Linked DNA regions of Zea mays: region 1 is linked to region 2. Evidence: chromatin contacts called from public Hi-C data. All regions are on one chromosome and are shown on one strand. Each heading gives the region's core, a stretch centred on a gene start, on an enhancer-like site or on the middle of the called end of the contact. The rest is flanking DNA. Distances are from core to core; before and after follow the strand shown. Region 1 holds the start of LOC103628940. Region 2 holds the start of LOC100383436.

Evidence for each region. A called contact is a pair of places that touch in the nucleus more often than the background predicts.
Region 1: a contact with region 2 is called in a Hi-C map of endosperm, with 2.6 times the contacts expected there. The contact joins the promoter of LOC103628940 here to the promoter of LOC100383436 in region 2. A contact is called at or near these places in 8 of 25 Hi-C or Micro-C datasets (bundle sheath, ear, endosperm and 2 more).

Annotation. Positions count from the first base shown.
Region 1 is chr6:6,833,543-6,837,807 of Zm-B73-REFERENCE-NAM-5.0, forward strand. It overlaps LOC103628940, which reads right to left and starts at 1,663. Exons shown (of 1, transcript XM_008650130.3): 1 at 1-1,663.
Region 2 is chr6:6,551,569-6,555,396 of Zm-B73-REFERENCE-NAM-5.0, forward strand. It overlaps LOC100383436, which reads left to right and starts at 2,133. Exons shown (of 8, transcript NM_001176086.1): 1 at 2,133-2,211; 2 at 2,413-2,473; 3 at 3,486-3,619; 4 at 3,715-3,788. The coding sequence starts at 3,532. LOC100277191 (DUF679 domain membrane protein 7) reads left to right here and starts at 918. Exons shown (of 1, transcript NM_001150831.1): 1 at 918-1,842. The coding sequence starts at 1,021. The coding sequence ends at 1,728. It overlaps LOC103628933 (a long non-coding RNA gene), which reads left to right. Exons shown (of 10, transcript XR_002263235.3): 10 at 71-353.

The DNA.
Region 1 (4,265 bases), core at 413-2,912, 280 kb after region 2:
TTCTGAATATTCTAGTGCGTTGTACTACGCTCTAGATACCATACGTATCGTACCAGAGATTGATCGAGAGACCTGCAGTTCCCTGCATATACGTACTGTACCGTATGGTCTCTGAGCTGTGCTGCCTCTGTGGCCTGCCCTTGGCCCCTGCCAGGCTGCCATGTTGGCTTTAGCTGGAGCCTCTACGTACCATGGCCTTCGTACATACACGGCCAGGTCACCAGCTGCCCAAAAAAAAAACTCCAACGATCAGCAGGTAGGTGTGCCCATTAAGACTGCACTATGATTGTAATATGCACGCTCTTCTTAGGTTCGTTTCAAGAGTTATTGAACATCTAGTTCTACTGTAAACATACCCTTTTACGTGAGGTAGTACATGTCTAGTTCATCGCTTCCTTGCATTGTGTGGGAGGATTACCAAGTTCGTCAACTTTGACCCTGCCAAGCTGGAGTGCTTGCCTGCCTCAAGGTGGAACGTAAAAGAGGATAGGAGAAAGAACAAAAGTGGATGGTAAATTTACAACTAACATATTCACGGGAAACTTAAAAACTTTTTATAAGAAGGTGGACTGTATTTATAGTGAAGATCTAACCGATTAATGTCTTCATAGAAATATCATTGGTAACACCTTCGCTTCTGCTTAACTATTATAATGAAGAGCTTACCGATTAATCTCTTCATAGAAATATCGGTGGTAACACCTCTTTCGCTTAATGATTAGGTTTTAGGTTTGAGGTACGCCATATCATACAGAAGGGGTGCAAATATGAAACATGACTATTATCGACTTTTGAGTCAACGATAACTGTCGGGTATAGTAATTAAGGGTACCTAGATTACACCCCTAAAGCACGCGTGACCTATAGACCACCATCAAAGCACGTTCCCCAAAGATGAAGGATCATAAGCCATGTTTTGCCTGAGGCCTCCCTCAGGGGTCACCATAACTCTGGCTCGCCCGAGCCTGCCCTCGGACGGGGTGTGTTCTCGAGAGAATTCTTGTCCCGGCCGAGGTCCCCTCTCCCCAGAACGGAGGTCTCCGCCTCGCGTGAGCCCACCTCGGTTAAGCAAGACAAACCTAGGGCGAGACTTAGCTGAAGTCCACCGGGGACAACAACATTCAATGTGCATACCTACCCCATGCAGGGTTGCAGGTGTACAGGAGCAACAAGATCGCAATCCTGTCAAGCTTCACCAACTATGATTACGCATGCGACCACTGTTTGCATGTCGTCTACCAACTCCCGATGGGACGTACAATACGACAAGAGTACATGCCTCACAGTATTGAGCCAACTCCAGTACTCCAGGCAGCCCCTGATAAGGCTATAAATAGGATAGTTTGCGGCATCAGGAGGGCGAGCGAACACTTCACGGTTTTCTGCTCCATTACGATATTGGCACTAGCTTCAATCAACCCTAGAGACTTGGGATTCTTCCATCTCCCCCTCAGCTTGTATTCCCTACTGCAAGCACTTAGGTGCAAGTAATATAAGTCTCATCCCTCTTCTGCTAGAAGTAGGGCCTTCTCTTGCCCGAACCAGGATAAAGACTTGTGTCATCTTGTATCACCCATCCGGGTTAAGGACACATAACATTATTTCACTGGTTGGTTAAGCCCTTGGGTCCAGACACCGACAGTAACAGTGGCTGACAATAGGCCTCAGGTGAGCACAACAACAAGCCCTAGAAATAGAACCCAAGGAACAACTAAATCACAGTATAAATCTACTATGTTGTGATGGGTCGCTTCTTCCTAACAACTTGGTTCAATCCTCCCCTTGCGCTTACTCGTCAGGAGCATGCTTGGAATCATTAGGTTGTCACGACACTAGTCGGAGCCCCTCGACGATGAGAAGCATAGTGCTAACCGGGCATGCTTGGGATCATTAGGTGTCTAGCAAAAAATGGATCCACTTGCAAAGACCAGTTCAACGACGGAATTGTGGACCTCTATCGGTATATGAGGAATTCCATACCCACGGATGATGCCAAGACGCATTCAATGATTATATATATATATATATATATATATATATATATATATATATATATATATATTATGGGACCAACTACTATGACCAGGGCCCTGTGGCTTGGGGAATTGCCTTGGCCCTGGTCCAAAAAAGGATACAACTCTTCGGGCAACTTAATCTTGAGATGGTCCGAAGAAATGACATCTACACCAACATGTATCCTTGAGAACGACCAAGCATCTCAGGGCCCTCGTGTCCTCGAAGCACTCTGAGTTTAGGGGCACTCTCACATTTATGGGAACTACTTTGTAAGAACAGTTTGAGATCTAGACATCTAAACCAACATGTCTCTTTGATTAGAGTAGAACTCCTAACATCCTTAAATGTGGTTTAAGGATCAATAGAGTAGAACTCCTAACATGGAGGATATATGAGATCATGATGATTAGTAGTTTTTTTGAGCTTGTAATGATCTTTTGCACTTTTGTGTTCATCAACTGACAAGTGATAAGAGAACTCATGGTATTATGTTGTGGCCTGAACCTCTCTAAATTGTCCGTGTGCTGGTTTTTGGTGGTGTGGTGTCTAGGTTCAACCTATCACTTACCTGCTACACCTCCGATCCACTCTCTCTAATGAGTTTATATTTTATTTTTGTGTACTTGTTTACATACTCCGGTGTCTAAGGATAATTAGCGGGAATGTAGGTTTCCAAGAGCACCGAGAAAGAAACAGCGGAGTTTGAAAGGCGGGCGGGCAGTGGGCAGGGAGTACGAGAGATTTGTCTTTGGGGACAGAGGCCACTGGGCTGGGTATACCCCGTATGCATGTGCATAGCCATAGGGGGGCAAAGGCAAGGAATGATGGCCTGGAAATGGGCATCAGTTTGAGGCATGGCGTCGACGCTTGGTTGGCTGCAGCAACCGCCTTTTGAGGCGGCGGCACAGTCAGACCAGAGTGACGACCCCCATGCAGCAATCATGCATGCCTCCCTCCCAGTCCCATAGAATAGAAGATCATTATTGTTGTTATTACAAGTTTCTATGATATCTTGTCTAGGCGCTCAGCTCGTACCGTACGTGGGGTTTAGGAGGACGAGAGGGGTGATTATATATCTTAGTAGGATTTGCATTGATTGGGGACATGAGCGGCACGGTCTTCCATCGACGATGATGCACGCGTCGTTGGAACAGCTATAGTAGTAATACTCGTGTGCGTGGCCGTACGTGGTTGACCGGTGGTGGGGTCCACGCTACTCATCCTGTGCTGTGCCCGGACCCCGGTGGTTTTATATGCAATGAATTCCATTGCATTGCATTGCAGTGATCTCGTCTAGCTCATCACCAACAGTCGCCGTCGTATGCGTTAGCTGTTCCATCGATCTGGAACAGCTTGGGGGCATTGATTATTCGTGCAGTGGAATATATATGATGCTGTCACACGGCGGTTTGTTCCGTCTTCTCCCAACATTTTGGCCGCGGCGTGGCTTCCATGTCTCTCCATCGACGATATCTCTCTCTCTCTGCTAGCTAGCTGCTGCTGCTGCTGCTGCTGCTGCTGCTTCAAATTAAAGCAGTTGCTGGTGCTGTTGCTTGCCGCCGCTAGCTACCACACCACGTACGGAACGTGAAGAAGATGGGGACTCTAAATTAATTAAACATGTTGATCCCGTGGTTACGTTAGTATGGTTGGTGGATGCATCAAATTAAAGAAGAAGACACACCACAACAACACATGCCCGCAGCTTTGGTGTTGAACAAGGCTGCAGCAGCAATACTACTATCATGCATATATACTCCTTTGTTCATCATGTATACATGGATGATGGATACGCAAACGCAACAGCTAGCTGTACGTAGCTGCCCATGCATGCATAATTAAGGCTGCCCGCCCCTGCACTGCCATGGAGCGTTTGCCGCTGCCCAAGCCCAGATGCTATATATGCTAGCTGCTACGCAACACAATCGATCGATTGCATACATGATGAACATATATAAGGCTGCACAATGCATTATGAACATATATAAGCACTCATAACTTCAGCTGACCGGATATTGGGATATGCCGGGCGAATAGAAAGAATGCCTTCGATCGGCACACACGCCAATTACTATTACCCAGAAAGAAGATCACTTATGCATGTCTTGGTCATCAAACAAGACATATAATTGTTATATTACGGATAAAAAAAAACTACATTGCTAGATTACAAGAGGCTGAAAAGAAAAAGGAAAGAGAGCATGCTGGGAAAAAGAAAGTCGTCGTTGGAAATGACATACGCCATGCAG
Region 2 (3,828 bases), core at 883-3,382:
ATTTAATTGTTTTACTAAGTCGTATGATCAATGACACTTACAAATACATTTGGTTGTGAATGATTTGTAGGTATCATTGGAATTCAGTCTTCAGTTTGACAAATAACGGCTTAGTAGCACCAGAAAAAGAGGGGGTCATGATTCCACAGTCTGTTAAGTTATGAGGTATCATTGGAATTCGTGTCGATATGTCATCCCTGCAAACATACAACAACGACTTATTGATATCGCTAAAAAGGACTAGATTAGTGTATGGTTGTCGATATATTTGTCTGTCATTATAAAATTCTAAATTGACTCTTAAGAAATATTTTGTGTGATATTGATAATGTTTACCACACGGATTTTACATATCATAGTGATATTTGTCGTTCTGTTTATATATTTCATACAAATTTTTTTTACTCTCGTCGCAACGCACGGGCACTCACCATTGTATTCACGCTGCCTGTCGCCAGGGCTCTAAGTCCATTGAAGGCTCACAATTTGTGTTCCGTGACATCGCACGGGCACCTACTAGTTATTGTTTATGATATACCATACGTACGCTACGCACGGTGTTCACGGGTACCCAACCCTACGATCGACAACCCATACGATTGCCACTAACTAGCTGGTAGAGCTTCGCATTCGGGTTTTGGTCCAGTGGGCCGTATATATGGGGAGGAGGAAGATGCAGGCCGGCCTGGTGGGGGTGCGCAGCTAGGGCCTATCAGCTCACTTGGAGATATTCAGTTTTAATTTTAATTCTAGTATGCCTATGAAAAAAAATAATCCGTGAATCCCTGAACGAAATTAGTTAGATTTTAGACACGCGAAGGGGGTGGGTAGACGAAACAGCAGAGCAATCTCCCGCCACGCGCTTCCACAACCAACCACCACCTTGCTTATTGCTGCTCGCTTCCTTCTCTACAGATACAAGCTATTGCTTACGTGCTGCTTCATCTTTATCCTCGTCTCTGTTCGTCATCTCCATCTCCCTTACCGATCCGATCGTCAAGCAAGCTAAGCCACCCTGACATGGCATCTTCACCCCCCTCCTCCGCCTCGCTACGGCAGAGGCCAGCCGCCGCGGCGGCGACGCCCGATCAGCAGCACGAGCCACCACGTCTCGAAGACGGCCTCCTCCCGAACCAAGGCGGATCCCCGGCGACATCGGCGCTGTCCCAGGCGCTGTCCTCCACGGCAAACCTGGCCAACCTGCTCCCGACCGGCACGCTGCTGGCCTTCAACCTGCTGGCGCCGACGTTCACGAACCACGGCGCGTGCGACGCCACCACGTCGCTCCTCACGCGGGGCCTCCTGGCGCTCCTCGCCCTCGCCAGCGCGCTGGCCTGCTTCACCGACTCCCTCAAGTCCCCGCACGACGGCCGCGTCTACTACGGCGTCGCCACCCGCACGGGCCTCTGGCTCATCGACTACCCGCCGGGCGCGCCGCCGCTGCCCGAGGGTGCCACCGGGCGCTACAGGCTCGCGTTCATCGACTTCGTGCACGCCGCGCTGTCCGCCGCCGTCTTCGGGGTCGTCGCCGCCAGGGACAGGGACGTCGTCGTCTGCCTGTACGGGCCCACGCCGGACAGGGCCACGCAGGACCTGCTCGACGTTCTGCCGCTCGGCGTTGGCGTGCTCTGCAGCCTCCTCTTCGTCGCCTTCCCAACCACCAGGCACGGCATCGGATACCCCGTCGTCGCCAATGCCGTCGCCGCAGCCACCGCCACTTCCTCCTAACAATAGTTTAATTTAATTTAATTTCTTCGAGGCTTTAATGCCTTAATGTAACTGCGTTCGTATGTACTATTCATATTTTTTTTCATCAATCAAAACGACAACAACACACGTTCACGGAGGGAGAACCTAACGTGGAAGCAAAGCAAATATACGTTGGCAATTGGCATGCCACTACCAGCTCAGAGGTTGAAGCTCACACGTCACGTCACGTCACAGATCAAATCACTAAATCAGGCAGGCTGTGTTCGGTTGGGCCTGCAACGGCCCAGACCAAATCGATCTGGCCACGCAGCCTGGCCCGACTGTTTTTTTTCTTTTCTTTTGGAACCGAACCGACCTCGCGCTAGGGTTACTCGCGCACGACGCCTACATCTGTCAACCACAACCCAAGCGCTCCCCCCTCCCCGTCGCCTGCAGGATCTCCTCGGGCCAAGGAATCGTTCCCCTCCGGCGACCTTCCTCCCTCCCTCCGTTCCGTTTCGGGTGAGTCTACACGCACGGCACCGCACCGCACCGCACCGGATCTTTCTCCGGCCGGATCCGCCATCGATTTTGGTCGCGCGCCAGTCAATCGGCGGATGCGGATGGAATCTAATGGCCGGATCTACGCCGTCCTTGCCTTAATCCTTCCCCGCGACGCCCGCCATGATCCTCCTCGCCTGACCTCTCCTCTCTCGTTTCCAGTCCTTCCACTGTATCACCGGCAAAGCAAAGGATCGGAGGCCACTCCGCCCGGAGGAGCAAGGTAAGCCGGCTGCCTCTGTATCTGTCTGTGCTATGCTCTAGGTTGGGATTAGTTCTGTCCTGCAAATTCGCCCCCTTTGCTGTCTTCAACGAGGTCAAAAGAAAGGGAATAAAGGATACTATCAAACGGCGTGAAATCATTGCTCAGGGCTGCCTGTATGCTTGCTACTATGTGTGCGTACAAGATGCTTGTGTTTAGGCGTGCCCACCACCTGTCACCTATGGCCCCTTGGCTGAAATAGACAAAATTAGGATGGCAAACCTTAGGTTCAGTTTTCCACAATGATCATCGACGCCGTGCATGTGCGTGAGAGAACCCCCTATTTTTCCACTTGTGCACAATGATTAGGACACGGCGTTTGCTTACAGATACCATTAACAGCTCCGTCGAGGAACTAGTTACCATGTTTCACCAGGCCAGAGTCGTAGGTTTAGGTTGGTGCTCTGTTTTAGGTGGGGTTTGGAAACAGTCGGTCATTACTTGCACATAGTTTTGTATGCTATTACAAATCTATGTGGAGAGATATGATTCGGTTACCGTCCTTGATGTCTACCCTAAATTTGCAAACAGCCAAAGGTTCAACCTGTAATAGTATCCTTCCAAACTTAGATGTGTCATACATGTACTAATGCAAGAATAATGTTTTTTAATTGACCATGAAATTGGTCTTGTGCCTTTATGGATATATAAATCATCGGTTAAAATGCAGACATATGGCTGCTTGGTCTATTATTTTATCAACAACAAACTTGGTGATGATGTCGTCCGTTTCCGGTGACTTCCACACATAACTTTTACTTATTCTTTTGTGGCACATCTTTCTATACCGGTCTACTCTTCATTTTATCTGTGTCTCTTCCCATAGCTTGTTGAGCATTGATGCAAAATGGTTATGAACAATGATGTGATGCAGGACACCTTGCTATGTTTTTAGTGATCAGACCTTCAGCTCTATTTATCTATTTTATGCATGGAATGACATCAGTAACAGCCCTATTACTTTTAATTCCAGCCGACTCTGAGCATTGGAGTTGTGCTTGTTCAAAAGTGTGAATTGCATGGAGATGGGAATGACTCCTGATGTAATGTATGGACAAAATGTTTTTGTTCCTGCTACTGCAACTCCCTACCAATATGGTTATGCAGGTAAAAGGAAATGTCCTATCTTTGTATTATGCCTGTCCTTGGTGCTTACCTCCTTTCAGTATTTCATTTCATGGTAACCAATTTGTCAAATGCAGAAGTTGGATCACAGATGGAATGGTGTAACCAGTCGAGCTCTTTAGGATATGATGGCCAAGATAATTTCTATCCGGTTAGTATATACAATACAAAAGACTTGATACTTAATTGGT